Linked DNA regions of Mus musculus: region 1 is linked to region 2. A link is a contact called in public Micro-C data. All regions are on one chromosome and are shown on one strand. Each heading gives the region's core, a stretch centred on a gene start, on an enhancer-like site or on the middle of the called end of the contact. The rest is flanking DNA. Distances are from core to core; before and after follow the strand shown.

What was found. A called contact is a pair of places that touch in the nucleus more often than the background predicts.
Region 1: a Micro-C map of brown adipocytes shows a contact between it and region 2, with 4 times the contacts expected there. The contact joins the enhancer-like site here to the promoter of Ppargc1a in region 2. A contact is called at or near these places in 1 of 484 Hi-C or Micro-C datasets (brown adipocytes) and 2 of 115 datasets of contacts at active chromatin or transcription factors (astrocytes and pancreatic cancer cells).

The regions. Positions count from the first base shown.
Region 1 is chr5:51,824,041-51,830,611 of GRCm38.p6, forward strand. It overlaps a transcript of Ppargc1a not described here. Among named protein-coding and RNA genes, the nearest start is that of Ppargc1a, 270 kb to the left of the region's middle. Within about 2 kb of position 1,776, at least 8 of the 459 cell types and tissues checked have an H3K27ac peak or open chromatin away from gene starts, as enhancers often do. A contact at or near this core is called in brown adipocytes, where this site is marked.
Region 2 is chr5:51,551,380-51,557,645 of GRCm38.p6, forward strand. Ppargc1a (peroxisome proliferative activated receptor, gamma, coactivator 1 alpha) reads right to left here and starts at 2,542. Exons shown (of 13, transcript NM_008904.2): 1 at 2,356-2,542. The coding sequence starts at 2,403.

The DNA of each region.
Region 1 (6,571 bases), core at 526-3,025, 270 kb after region 2:
ACTTGAGGGGTACTCAGAAATAAAGAATCCGGTAGCAGGTGGGTCCTACGCACTTACCCCAAATGGGAGGTGTTGGGGAAGCTTTGGTTTTAAATATGCTCATTCAATTCTAGTTCTCTTCCCGTGGCCCAGCTTACCTCTCTAAACCTTAATCTTCTAATCTGGAAGAGTCTGCCAAGGGCTCACTGAGCACTTTCTAAGCTATGTAGGATACATCACTGAATAGAACTGGTGAGTGGGTCTGCCTTTAGTTGGCTTAATAACTAGGGTGGATAGAGATAGAATGTCTAGAATACTCTTTTTCTGATTTGTGAAAATGTTAGCTACATGAGATACTAAAACCAGAATCTGTGTCCACTTGAAACTCATGTAGAAATTCTGAATTCAACAGTCAGGATGTGTCAGGGTCTCCTCTTCCAAGAACTTTCTTTGTCAGATCATACACGACATGACTAACTATTCATCAGACAACCAGAAGAGGGTCATTTTCCTCCATGGGGAAGAGCTCTTAGCCCAGGTACTGTTGTAGGCCTCACAACATCCTTATGTTTCACCACTCTCCCTACAATCTGAAATTTTCATTGTTATGTATGATAGCTTGGCTGCTTTGCCATCCCTTAACAGCAAAAAAAAAAAAAAAGAAAAGCTCCCTGGATGCAGAGCCCCCTGATCTTCATACCTAGCAGAAGTCTTGGCACTTAATATTTGCAAGAGCGAGCTACAGGAAAAATGAATCTGCAATTTGTAAATATGCTTTTAGTTCAAGGGCAAAGCTGGGGGCCTTGCAAATCAAACATTGCTGCTGCTACCAATAGCAAGTATATGGTATGAGATTGGCAGAGGCAGACTACCTGTCCATGGGAAGACAAGCCACCTGCTTAGTTGTGGGGCCTGCAGACTCTCAGGATCAGCGAATGCAGTAATCTTACTGCACAGGGAAGATAACAAACCGACAAAGAGAACAGGGCCATGGCTGAGGGTGGAGTCAATGAACTTAGGTCTGCTTGATCAAGTAACTCCTCCGAGAGGGCAAGCATGGGAACAAGGAGGAAAAAAAAAATCATAGGATTTCTTTAGCCTCAGAAGAGACTTCTGACAGTATTTCAGATCTGGGACCATTAAAACACTGAGTCATGCTGGGATTGTGGGAAGTGGGCTGACAAGGGATGGGGAATCAATGCATCAGCAAGATAGTTATTGAACACTTACTATATACCTAACCAGTGTTGAGTAAATCGGCTTAAAGATAAGACAAAGTGCACCTGAAGGGAGCTCCAGGGGCCACGCTGAGGTCGGCCTACTTTAATATTTTTATAAATGATCCAGATAGATGGATACAACAAACTCTCCAACTTTGCTGAGCAAAACAATCTCTTCGGCTTCACAAAATGCTGAGCTGATTGAATAAAGGGGCAGTGAGAGTTCACCACACTACCTGGAACTCAGCAACCCAGCAGAGAGACATTGTGGGGAGTGCAGAAACAAACGAGCTGTGAGCTGCTCGAGAGCATCCTAGGAAGTATGCTGATAGCCGGTGAAAGCAGACAGAGCATCTGTTTGGATTGTCAAGCCCTCCAGAACCCAACACATAACAGAAACTGGCTTTGTGGTACTGAGGGGAAGGACTCTGGCTGGCTTGGATGTGCCTGACTTTGTGTTTTTAGAGCCCTGGTCAGGTAGAGTCATCGGAAACAAAGAGATGAAGTGACCTCCTGGCCAGCCTGGTTTCATCATTTCCTAAGACCTGAGGAAATATTGGGCTGTTTGCCAGGACAACCAGCCAGCTTCAATGGGTTTCACAACAGGGACAGAGAAAAGAAGGTGGGTAATCTGCAGGACGGGAGCCTTTGAGAAGGCACACATAGAAAATCAAGACATTTCTTAAGAGAATGTAAGCAATGGAAGACCAGTTGAGAGCTTTCCTTTGTTTCCTATCTAAAATAAACATGTGACTAGCTGGGCACTACAACTCTTACATAATACCCCAAAAGAGCATGATGGGAATTGTTAGTTATTTGATTCCACCATGTATGTGTGCATGTGCGTGTGCGTGTGTGTGTTGTATATATGGTAGGGGGAAGGATGTGTGTGTACATGAGCACACACATATGTGCACATGTGTGTAGAAAACATCCTCAAATGTCTTCCCTTTCTTTACTTTGAGGCAGTGTCTCTCACTGGCTTGGAACTTGCCATGTTATTTGAGGGCAGTAGGCCATCAAGCTCCAGGGATCAACCAGTTCTTACCTTTCCAGCACTCTTGTGATAAGACATGCCACCATATCCAGCTTTTTTATGTGGGGGCTGGTGATCAAACTGGACCCTCGTGCTTGCAATGCAATCTCTTTACCAATTGAGCCATCTTGCCATGCCCTATAGTCTGATTTCTCAACTCTGCAAGGTTGCCAAATAACTTAACAATAGAACAAGAAGAAAAGACTAGAAATATTTCATCAGCAATGGACCTTTGAGAGCCCTTGTAAATGTTCTCCCTCCTCATGGCAAAGCCCTTGGGAGGTGACTTCAGCAAATGCCACAAGAGAAAAACAAATGGTGCCTTTTTCCCCCAGTACCCTCATCTTTGAAGGGAACATGTCTGGTGATGCTGAACCAATCTTCCTTATGGCCTACAGAAGTGGTCTTCAACCTTCCTAATGCTAGACCCTTTAACACAGTTCCTCATGTTGTGCTTATCCAGACCCATAAAATTATTCTGTTGCTATTTCATAACTATAATTTTTGTACTATTATGAATAGTAATGTAAGCATCTGATATGCAACCCCCCAAAAGGGTCATCATCCCCAGGTTGAGAACCACTGGCCTAGAGAAAGGTCATAGCATATGCATGGTATGAAGCACACAAGATACAAGAATAGTTTTTTTGTGGGAGGATGGGTGACCATAAGAGAGTTTATCAACGTACCAGAGATAAACTCCAGTAAAACATCTCCGAAGTCCCAAGAACTGTCCTAAATCAGGAGAACATGACTTCAAATCGGAATAGCCAAGAAGTCAAATCTGTTCTGTTAGTGAATCAGGTCTACTTAGTGGACCCATCTGAAGCATCCTCCATCCTAATGACATGAGTCATTTTCCTGAGACTGGTTGTGTATGTGCTCACTTCGAAGCTTTCTCTCATTAATTCCAGCTCACCTCTCCCTACAGTGCCCAACACACTAGAATCCTATCTCCTCCTTCAAGCCCCAGCTCAGATTCCATGGAGAAAGTGCAAGACTTTGAACCAGGGCAAATGTAGGCTCTGACCCCAGGACAGTTATCTCTGAGATGTGTGCCGATAAAAGGCCATTTGACTCCCCTGAGCCCAAGCTCCTTACCTAGAGGTGAAGTTAACAAGATCTACTTCAGAGCTGAGGTTGTCATAAGAGTTTGGAGACTTCTTCAAGAATGGAGGTTGGACAGGCAGGAAACAAGGAGGGCTTTGGTATTGTTGAATATAAACTACAAAGAAGGAACTGAGAGAAGAGGCAGAGATTCAGAGGGTAAGTTCCAAAGTCAGAGATGGGACTGGCAGGGAGCTATGGTTTCTTTGAGTGTGTAACGCCACAAAAGATACTAGAAGACACAGAGATGAACACTAATTAGAGCCATTCACTCAGGAAATATCCACTCATATGAACAGAATTGGGCCTTGGAGCAAGCTGGTCTGAGCAGGAACTCCAGCTCTGCCATAGTCCAGCAATTAGCTTTGTATCAGTAACTCAGTCTTATGGGAGCTGTCTCCTGAGCTGTAAAGTGAGGTTACTCCTAGCCAGTACTGTGGTCTAAATACAAAATGTTTCTTGTGGGCTCCCATGTTTGAACACTTGGTCCTCAGCTGTTTGAGAACCTTACAGGACCTCTAGAAAGTGAAGCCTCTCTGAAGGAAGAAGAGATGGGCTTGATGCTTTACACTCTGCCCTACTTTAAGTCTACTCTGATTCTTGATTGTGGATACATGACCAGAAAGCCCCCCTGCTCCTGCCTCCATTCCTTCCCCATCTGCTGTCATGTTTGCCCTGCCATGATAGACTGTTTACCCCAGAAACTGTGAGCCAATTAAACCTTTTCTCCCTTAAGTTGCTTTTGTCAGGGTATTTTTCTACTGTCACAGAAAAGTAACTGAGATAGTCACATTGGGTAGTCCCTATGAAGAACAAATGGGATGCATTTGTAAGGGGCTTAATATAGAGGTAAAAATCTTCATAAAAGAAACATCCCTTGCTTTCTTTTGACTGTATTTTCTGCTGTGCCAGTATTCATTACATTTTCCTCTAAAAGTAACAATTTGTGTATAACAAACACTGAGTAGAGTTTCTCATATCCTTTTCTAGAAATGATATTTTACATAGTGTTGCTACATATGTTTTACTCTGGGTGTGCATCACGGCTCTCATGCAACACTCTTCATTTCTTTCTAAAAAAATAAAATAAAATAAAGGGCCTAATGATTTGAACAGTCTCTGGCCTGCATGATCAACAGCAATGCCAATTTGTGTATGATTCCACTAAATTATGTGCCATGCTAGATAAAAGATTTGTTTTGAAAAACAGCCACTTCCAAAAATAAGGGACTTTATCAATTCCAATCATTCTTATCCAAAATTAGTTGTCAAGTTTCAGTGGCTAAAATGAATTTAACCACATAAATTAAGGACTGTTGCTGTATGGCTAATGTGGCCTTGCAATGCCAGCTCCTCACCGTAGTCGGGGTTCACCGGCAACATTTAATATCAGCACTTTTGTGTTATAATAGAGCCTATTAACAACAGTTGACTGACATTAGGTATAGTCCAACTAAGCTTCAATTAAAGAAATATGCTGACCTCTCTAAAAATTAAGAAGTGGTCCCACACTCACTGAAGGGAAATTGGAATAATTACTGGGGTGTTAGGAAACTAAGTCACTTGCCTAATAGACAGCAATATGTTTTCTCTGCCACAAAAGCCAGCAAATACATTATGATGCTGTAGCAATATTGATATTCATAAAATCTCATTAGACCAACTGGAAGTCAAACATTAGCCAATCGTGCTCCTCATTCCTACTTACAGATCAAAGTTAAATACGTGCGTTAGCCAGTTAGAAACAAAATTGAATTTGAGATCCGCATGGCTCTCATTAAGTAGCACTCCATTAGGCTGTGTTAAAAAAGAACAGCCCACAGGGAGCTTTTTCCAAACCAATGAAAAGACCTCCTTCCACTATCAGTCTTGAAATACCATGCCTGTTCATTTAGATAAACACATTTTAGAGCAGTGTAGGCTGCCATTATCCTACCTTCTCTCCCCTGTTCCTTTCACCCGATGCTGTCTTTTTATAGCAAAATAGAAATCCTGTTGGAACCAAATAATCTTCATTTTCAAAATAAACATCTCTACATTGTGTTCCAGAATAAAAACAAGCAGCTATCTTCCTTGAGTCCTTATTTCTTGCTCCCGACACGAGCTCTTAATTAAAAGGAAAGACGAGAAAAAAATGGATTTGCACAGGTGTGAAGAGCTCTAAGCTCCACAGAGAGGAAGCCATAGTAGTAGTCACATCAAGCTGGAGCCTGGTAAAGAACCATAACCCTGCTGTCCCTGGTGGCTAGGAAAGAGCTGGGGGTCCCTTTCTAGCATGAGACCACGTTTTAAAATTCCAGTCATCAGCAAAACACAGGAGCACTGGCTCAATATGTCCCCCTTTATGTTGAGACTGTCCACCACCTTTCCACATTGTTTAGAGCCCACAGCTAGAAACAATTCCATGGGGTCATCAGGACAGAAGTGACACCAGATATGCACAGCTCTGAGCTGAGCTTGACCTCTGACTGAGCTTGACCTCTGACTGTGTCTCCAGGTGTCATATATCCATATAAATGCTCATACATTCCAAATACGTACCATCTTGTGTGGGTGGCTGCGGTTTACACCCAGGAGAGAGGAGTTGGTTTGAATTTGTTTTACTGTTTTAAATTAATAGCCTAAAAGAATCTATTTTAAAGAGAAGAAATAGGAAAGGGATTCTGTTATAAGCAAAGACCCAAAGTCCCTCTAATTTCTCTAATGAAACTACTAGTGGTAGTTACAGCAGCTTGGATGGGAAGAGGAAACACCCAAACGTGTCTCTAGAGTCAGCAACACTTTGCAACATGACTACTTGCTCCCTGTCTGTGCACACACACATAAAAGGTGGAAGCTTATCAAAGGGGCTCAAGAGCCAAACCGTAGCACTCAGTAAACAAGCAAAAACTATAACAAGATATAACAGCTATAACTGCACCAGAGCAGAGCTCAGCTTAAAATGAGCATTGACACCCATGAGCCCATGCATCTGTGATTGGATTAATAAATAAATGTGAAAAAAGTCAAATCTTCACACATACACACAATTCCCAGGCATGACTGAGTACTTGTTGCCTGTGAGTCTGTGGCATGAAACTCAATCCTATAAGTGATGGTTGTGCTTGCATGGTGACTCTTGCCCAAGTTTAATGATGAGCCCCACTCGGAAGCCCATAAAACACTTAACTGAGATCCCTGTACTACGGTGATTGCAGCACACAGAATGTGCAGTCAACAAATGTCTAAC
Region 2 (6,266 bases), core at 1,292-3,791:
CAATTTCACAACTGTAGCCTTCGTTTTTTACAATAAGGTTTAAGAGGCCAACACAATCTCTAAACACAAAAGGCTAATTATTGTATGTTATTTCACCCCAACAGACAGTCTTTTCCCTTAGTTAAGAAGCAGACAATAAATTAGCTTAACTGCATGGATGATAATGATTCATTATAATTAAGTATAATTCTCCATTAACCTTTCAGAGATTTTGGTGCCATTGATGGTAAATTTTAAAGAGAGAGAGAAGAGAGAGTCAGTGGACTTGGCAGCCTTAATTAAATTAATAAAAAACAGAAACTTAACTTGTGATAAAAACAGTAGTTGAACTGGGAGGTATGGAGGCAGGTAAGAATGACAGTCTTCGTGAAGAGTGTCAGGTGATCTGTCTCTATCAATCTTAGTAACCTTATTGTACATCCCCTCCATTAAGCTGTGAAATACCAGGAGACTCTGAGTAGCTCTGGTGGTTTGGGTTTTTATTAACCAATACACTGTCCTGTCATTATGTGTGAAAGGACATAATAGGTTTGAAGATGACAGCAAGCATTAATGATTCAAAAAAATGGAAGCTGCCCACACTACCTGCTGCTTGTAATATTTCGACAGGCAGGAATGATTCCCAGAGCCACAGGCTCGAAGGCACGGGTTTCTAGCAGCTGGCTGTCTACTATGCCGCACTAACTGAGACTCAATCTAAGGCTGGACGCTGAGCCCCTATCCCCAACTCCTTAAGAAAAACAAAGAAAGAACAAACTTAAAGCCATGGTTATAAATGGCTATGGCGTTTATTTGCAAACAATCACAGGAATTCTGACTAAGGCAAATCTTCCTCATCTCCTTTAGATCACAGCTCTTCAGTCTCTGAGCAGTTTCGGAACGATCCAAGAGGTAAAAATGAAAGTGATTCGAAGAGAGCTATGGTGCCAGCCAGACAACCACCCACGGGTTACGCTGGCTACTCCAACAATTAGGACTTTGAATCCACTTAGAACTCTGACTTCAATAGCCAAGGGACACATGAATTATCTATATCTATTCTGCCTTGCCAAGAAATCACAAGATAACAATAATTATAACCTGCAAATCCGATCTGCCAAAGCCTAGGGAAAGCAAACGGAGCCAACATCTGCAGACCCAGCAAAGAGTTAAGGACCCAGGGCACGCCTGGCTAGATAGGAAAAATGCATTCGCAGGCGGCCTCGCCAAATCATTTTCACTTTAGATGTGTATCACTGCACCACACGGACATCTTATTTAATCAAATCACGTGTGGCACTTGACCCTCCCCCTTACCCTACGTGCCCCCGCTACCGGGAGGAAGCACCATTGTTAGTTAGCAGCTCCGATCCTCCGCGCAATTCAATTCGGGTCCATCTCACCAGAGTCCACAAAAGTTTCACTTGTTTTCCAACTTGCTCAAACTTTCCCCGAGAACATTCCATTGTACTGAATGCAAACACGCTGAAGTCCTCTGGCCCCAGCTAGACTCCAGAGATTACGGGGAAACTGCTTGTGTTTTTTCCTCCCCTGTATGAATTGTAGCCAGCAGAGACTGTGGAATTGATGTATTGCGGTCTATTTTTACACAAGCAGTGAGCTGCTCCACACACGGTCTGCATAAACTCCATTCTCTCCCGGCTTCAGGCAGCTCTCCGTGGTAGAGAGATTTAACCGTTCGGTTTCTCGCCACAGAAGCAAACAGAAAGCTTTGGTCTCTTAAGGCTGGGATTTTTTTTTTTTTTTTTAACTCGCTAGCCAACCCTTTCAGCCGCACACAAGTGTTTTAAAGGAAACAGCACTGTCGTTTTGTGTTCTGTGGGAAAAGCAACCTAACTCAGACCCAGCAGGAATATTTAGGGTCTTGTAAATTCTCTGTTTAATGAACAGAGAGAGGAGGGCGGAAAAGATAAATCCTGACGAGAGTCAAAACGGACTCTCTTTTTAACACAATTCATTTTAATGTTTATCTTCATTTTCTTATAAATAGAAATGGCATTTTTCCAAGCAGGCCACTGAACACTGGAAAGACTTCAGCTCCTGATTCATATCAATATCTTAGAGCATAAATATTGCATATGAGTAGAAACAGAGCCAAAGGCACATGGAAAGAGTTTCTAACTGCTACAGATACTGATGACAGCAGCTAAGCTTTGATTTGCTCAAGGCATCTCCGAGCCACCTTAAAATAGCAAACTTATTGGAGTTAAGATAAGATGGAGATTTCCCCCTCCAAAAGCTCCCGCTGAGCCACTTTCTATGTCCCCTCCTCTCCCCTAGCCCATCCCCCCCCCCCTCCAGGAATCATTGCATCTGAGAGAAGCTCCGGTCCTGCAATACTCAGCCCCAGCTCACCTCTATGTCACTCCATACAGAGTCTTGGCTGCACATGTCCCAAGCCATCCAGCTCCCGAATGACGCCAGTCAAGCTTTTTCAACTCCAATCCACTCTGACACACAGCACACACTCATGCAGGCAACCAGCCCCTTACTGAGAGTGAACTGAAGGCACCTGTCTTACTACAGTCCCCAGTCACATGACAAAGCTATTAAAAAGTAGGCTGGGCTGTCACTCACCCAGCCTCCCTTCTCCTGTGCAAGCTTGCTGCACAAACTCCTGACGTCACTCCAAGGCAGCCCTCTGCCTCAGTGAAGTAACGCTTAGAGAGAGAGGAAAAAAAAAATAGAAGAAAGAAAAGGAAACACTTGGCCTTTGGGAGGCTTCAAGCATCACACTGTGACTGAAGCCAGCTTTGAATGCCACCAACTCTAAACCGGAGCCCTGCTCACATAATAACTCAAATCTCCTGCAATCTTTTTTTTTTAAATTTATTTTCCATCCAAAACAGGCAAATAGCAAAGATCCCCTGTTACTGACACAGTAACTACACCCTTGCCTAAAATGTGTGTGCTTTAAGAAATGGTTTCCAAGTAGCCCCAGACTCAGCTTGGAACTGAAGCAAGCGCTCCTCATGTGATACATTTTCATGAGATTCTTTTTTTTCCCTCCCTATTAGAGGAGTGTTTGAAGGCAACACCCCCGATTTTCTTTCTCTCTCTCCTTTCTTTCCTTCCTTCCTTCCTTCCTTTCTTCCTTTCTTCCTTCCTTCCTTCCTTTCTTTCTTTCTTTCTTTGTTTCTTTCTTTCTTTCTTTCTTTCTTTCTTTCTTTCTTTCTTTCTTTCTTTCTTTCCATGTTTAGTCAACAAAACCGCCACATTTGTTTAGGTCTAAACAAATTTCTCTACCCCAAATCAGCTGTCTCCTTGGCAGTAGAGAATGCAGTCTCCTAAACTGTTACTGCAGTTTGCCTTGCTCCTTGTAAAGCAAGCAAGCCACAACACCCTAGACTCTTGGGTTCCCCCTCATGATTCTTTCCGTGGATCTCATAGGCTCCCAGAAAACAAATGCTAGAAAATACAATTGCTGCTGCCATCCCTGAAACAGCTTAGCTACTCACCTGCCCCCACCCCTTATTTCTTTTCTCATATGTAGCACAGTCTTCCTCATGGCTTCAGGGTGCCTTTTTGAATAAACATTGGACTCCAACCCTAGTGCCTTGGGCTGTACAGTTTGTTTTTGAAATCAAGAATGTCCAGGGAATGAAGGAAAAACACTGAAATGGTATCAGCAGAGATACTCATTTCTTGAGCTTTGCTTACTAATACTTTTTTGTCGTTCCTGAGTCAATGAGGGGTAATGCAGGTGCCACTGTTTTTCCTGTGACATTACAGACAGAGGACATAACCAACTCTCAGCACTTTCCATAACACTTGGGTGCTCAGACTTAACCCTTCCAGGCCCAGTGAGAAATGCACAGGGGACCTTTGAAAACATATTTTCACAATACCTCAAACCCCACAGACTCAAAAACCAGCTCATTTCCTTTACTTGACAGTAATTTAGAAGAAGAAAAAAGTCCCTATGCATCTAAATATAATTTATAAAGCACCATTCATTTAAACTCCTATTCCACTGAGGTTAATTTAATGTGCTCTTTATTTTCTCTCCCCTTAGAAGGAAAACATTGGTGACTTCTCTCAGTCTGACTTTATATAGTCAGTTACTAATACAGTAAAGTGAAAGAAAGAAATGCAGCGAGCGTGCACACACACACACACACACACACACACACACACACACACACACACACACAAAGCCCACAAGCTTGCTGTTTGCTTCAGACCCCGTATAAGGGGTCTGTTTGCTTGGATGTCCACAACTAGTAGACAGGGAATATGGTAATGAAATCGACAGTTTGTCAATAAGTGAACAGAACAAGATGGCCAACAGCTTTGACATTCTAAATTAGGTGAATATACTTCACTGCTACAACTGTCCTCTTCCAAACATCAGAAAGGTATTATTCATTTAATTTTCTAATTCAGAGAGAGAGAGAGACAACCCTGGGATCATTTTCTACATGCAATTAGTAGCCTTACTCTGTACTCCCACAAAGAAACACTAATTTTTCTTGCCAATTAGATTTTTACTTAATGTAAAACTTCAGTAAACTATTAAAATTCAGGACAAAGGTCATGGGCTCTACTTTCCACACAGTCAACTGTGAAATAATGCTGGCCACTTAGCTATAAAGAGTCGATGTTTATTCATCATTATCAAGCAATCCTGGCATCCTGATGGTAACTGATACTTTGGTTTCTCTTTGTCATCCATTAGGCATCCACCATACTTTTTCAAACCTCATGCACACCTCTTCTTACAGATGGTTGCTTGCACTAGATAACTCTGCATTATTGTTTTGATATCTTAACTTGCTCACACTGAATTGTGGCAGGATTTTCTTTTTCTTTGCTTTGAAAAGATAATTTCTTTCTTTCTTTCTTTCTTTCTTTCTTTTTTTGCCACCTAATTCTACTTTAAAAAAAGAAAAGAAAAGAAAAGAAAAGAAACTAACCCAGCACATCCATGAAGCTAATGATCTGCTTAAAACAGCCACTCTGTCCTCTACCTTCATAAAAAGGGGTATGTGAAGCTAGAGAGAGCACAGGGCTGATGAACACAGACACGCTGCCCTCTTCCCCTTGTGTTTCTGCTGCTATAGAAGTCCATTTTAAACTGATTTGTAGAGTGAATGAGAATACCTTCTACTTGTTTCTTGGGCCTCAAAATTACAACTCTAACAAGAAGGATATTTTAGAAGTCTTATCATTTGCTTAATTAACTCTTCAAATTAAAAGTCCTCTTCTGTCCAGCTTTTTGCTCTTCTCAAGAGAATTTAAATTGTTAGTTGCTCACCAACCTTGGATTTTTCTGTCTCCCCAGGCAGTTTCTATATTTAATTTTCTCTCTGTCTTGACTCCTGTTGCTCTCTCTCTCTCTCTCTCTCTCTCTCTCTCTCTCTCTCTCTCTCTGTGTGTGTGTGTGTGTGTGTGTGTGGTGTGTGTCTGTGTGTGTGTGTGTGTGTGTGTGTGTGTGCAGCCTGCCTCTCACTTCTTCCAACTTTGTATAGAGGATTCCCAAATGTTTGCTTTCAGCAAACTAATGTCTACAGAAACTCTACAGTGTGTTCGGCCACACATTACAAGGGCTGACAGACAGAAAGGGTATACAACATGAATACAAGGGAGTTTACCACTAGGGGAGAGGGGGGAAACTAAACCTTAAGGAACAGAATCATTTTCTATAAGAAACCAAGTCTCACCTTGTTCAAAACTTCCTTTTATCCTGAAAAATAAGCCATGTGCAGGGACAAGGTCCTTATACTGATAATCCCAAGTCAAATCCAAATCAACCCATGTTTTCTCAAAACAATGGATAAAGGTATTTATTAACACTTGGTGGCTGCCTATGGTGCTGTGTAACTAACTACACAGGGTGGATTCCATGCCCATAGAATCCCTCCTTTCAGTAGTTCTGTTCACATTTCTTTTCCAAGATCCCACCATTGTTTGGAGGCAGAAAAACTTGTGCTTTAAGTTGATAATGTGAAGGAGTAGAGCAGGTGGAGATAGGGATCCAGGAAGGTGGGGAAAGAAATTTCAACATTGTTTTAAATATATCTGAGGACCCGTGTGTGCTTCCTTCCCCACTCATGTCCCAACGTATAGGCGTGTGTGTGTGTGTGTGTGTGTGCGCGTGTGAGTGCGCGCGTGTGCGTGCGTGTGTTCTTCATACTCTATTATATGTAACAGCATATTTCTAAAAAGTGAAAATAATCCCACAAACCAAAATATCCAAAGCCAAACACCATAGACAATAGTAAGACCGTGAATTTCAATGTTAACCTTGTCCTATGATCAAAGCA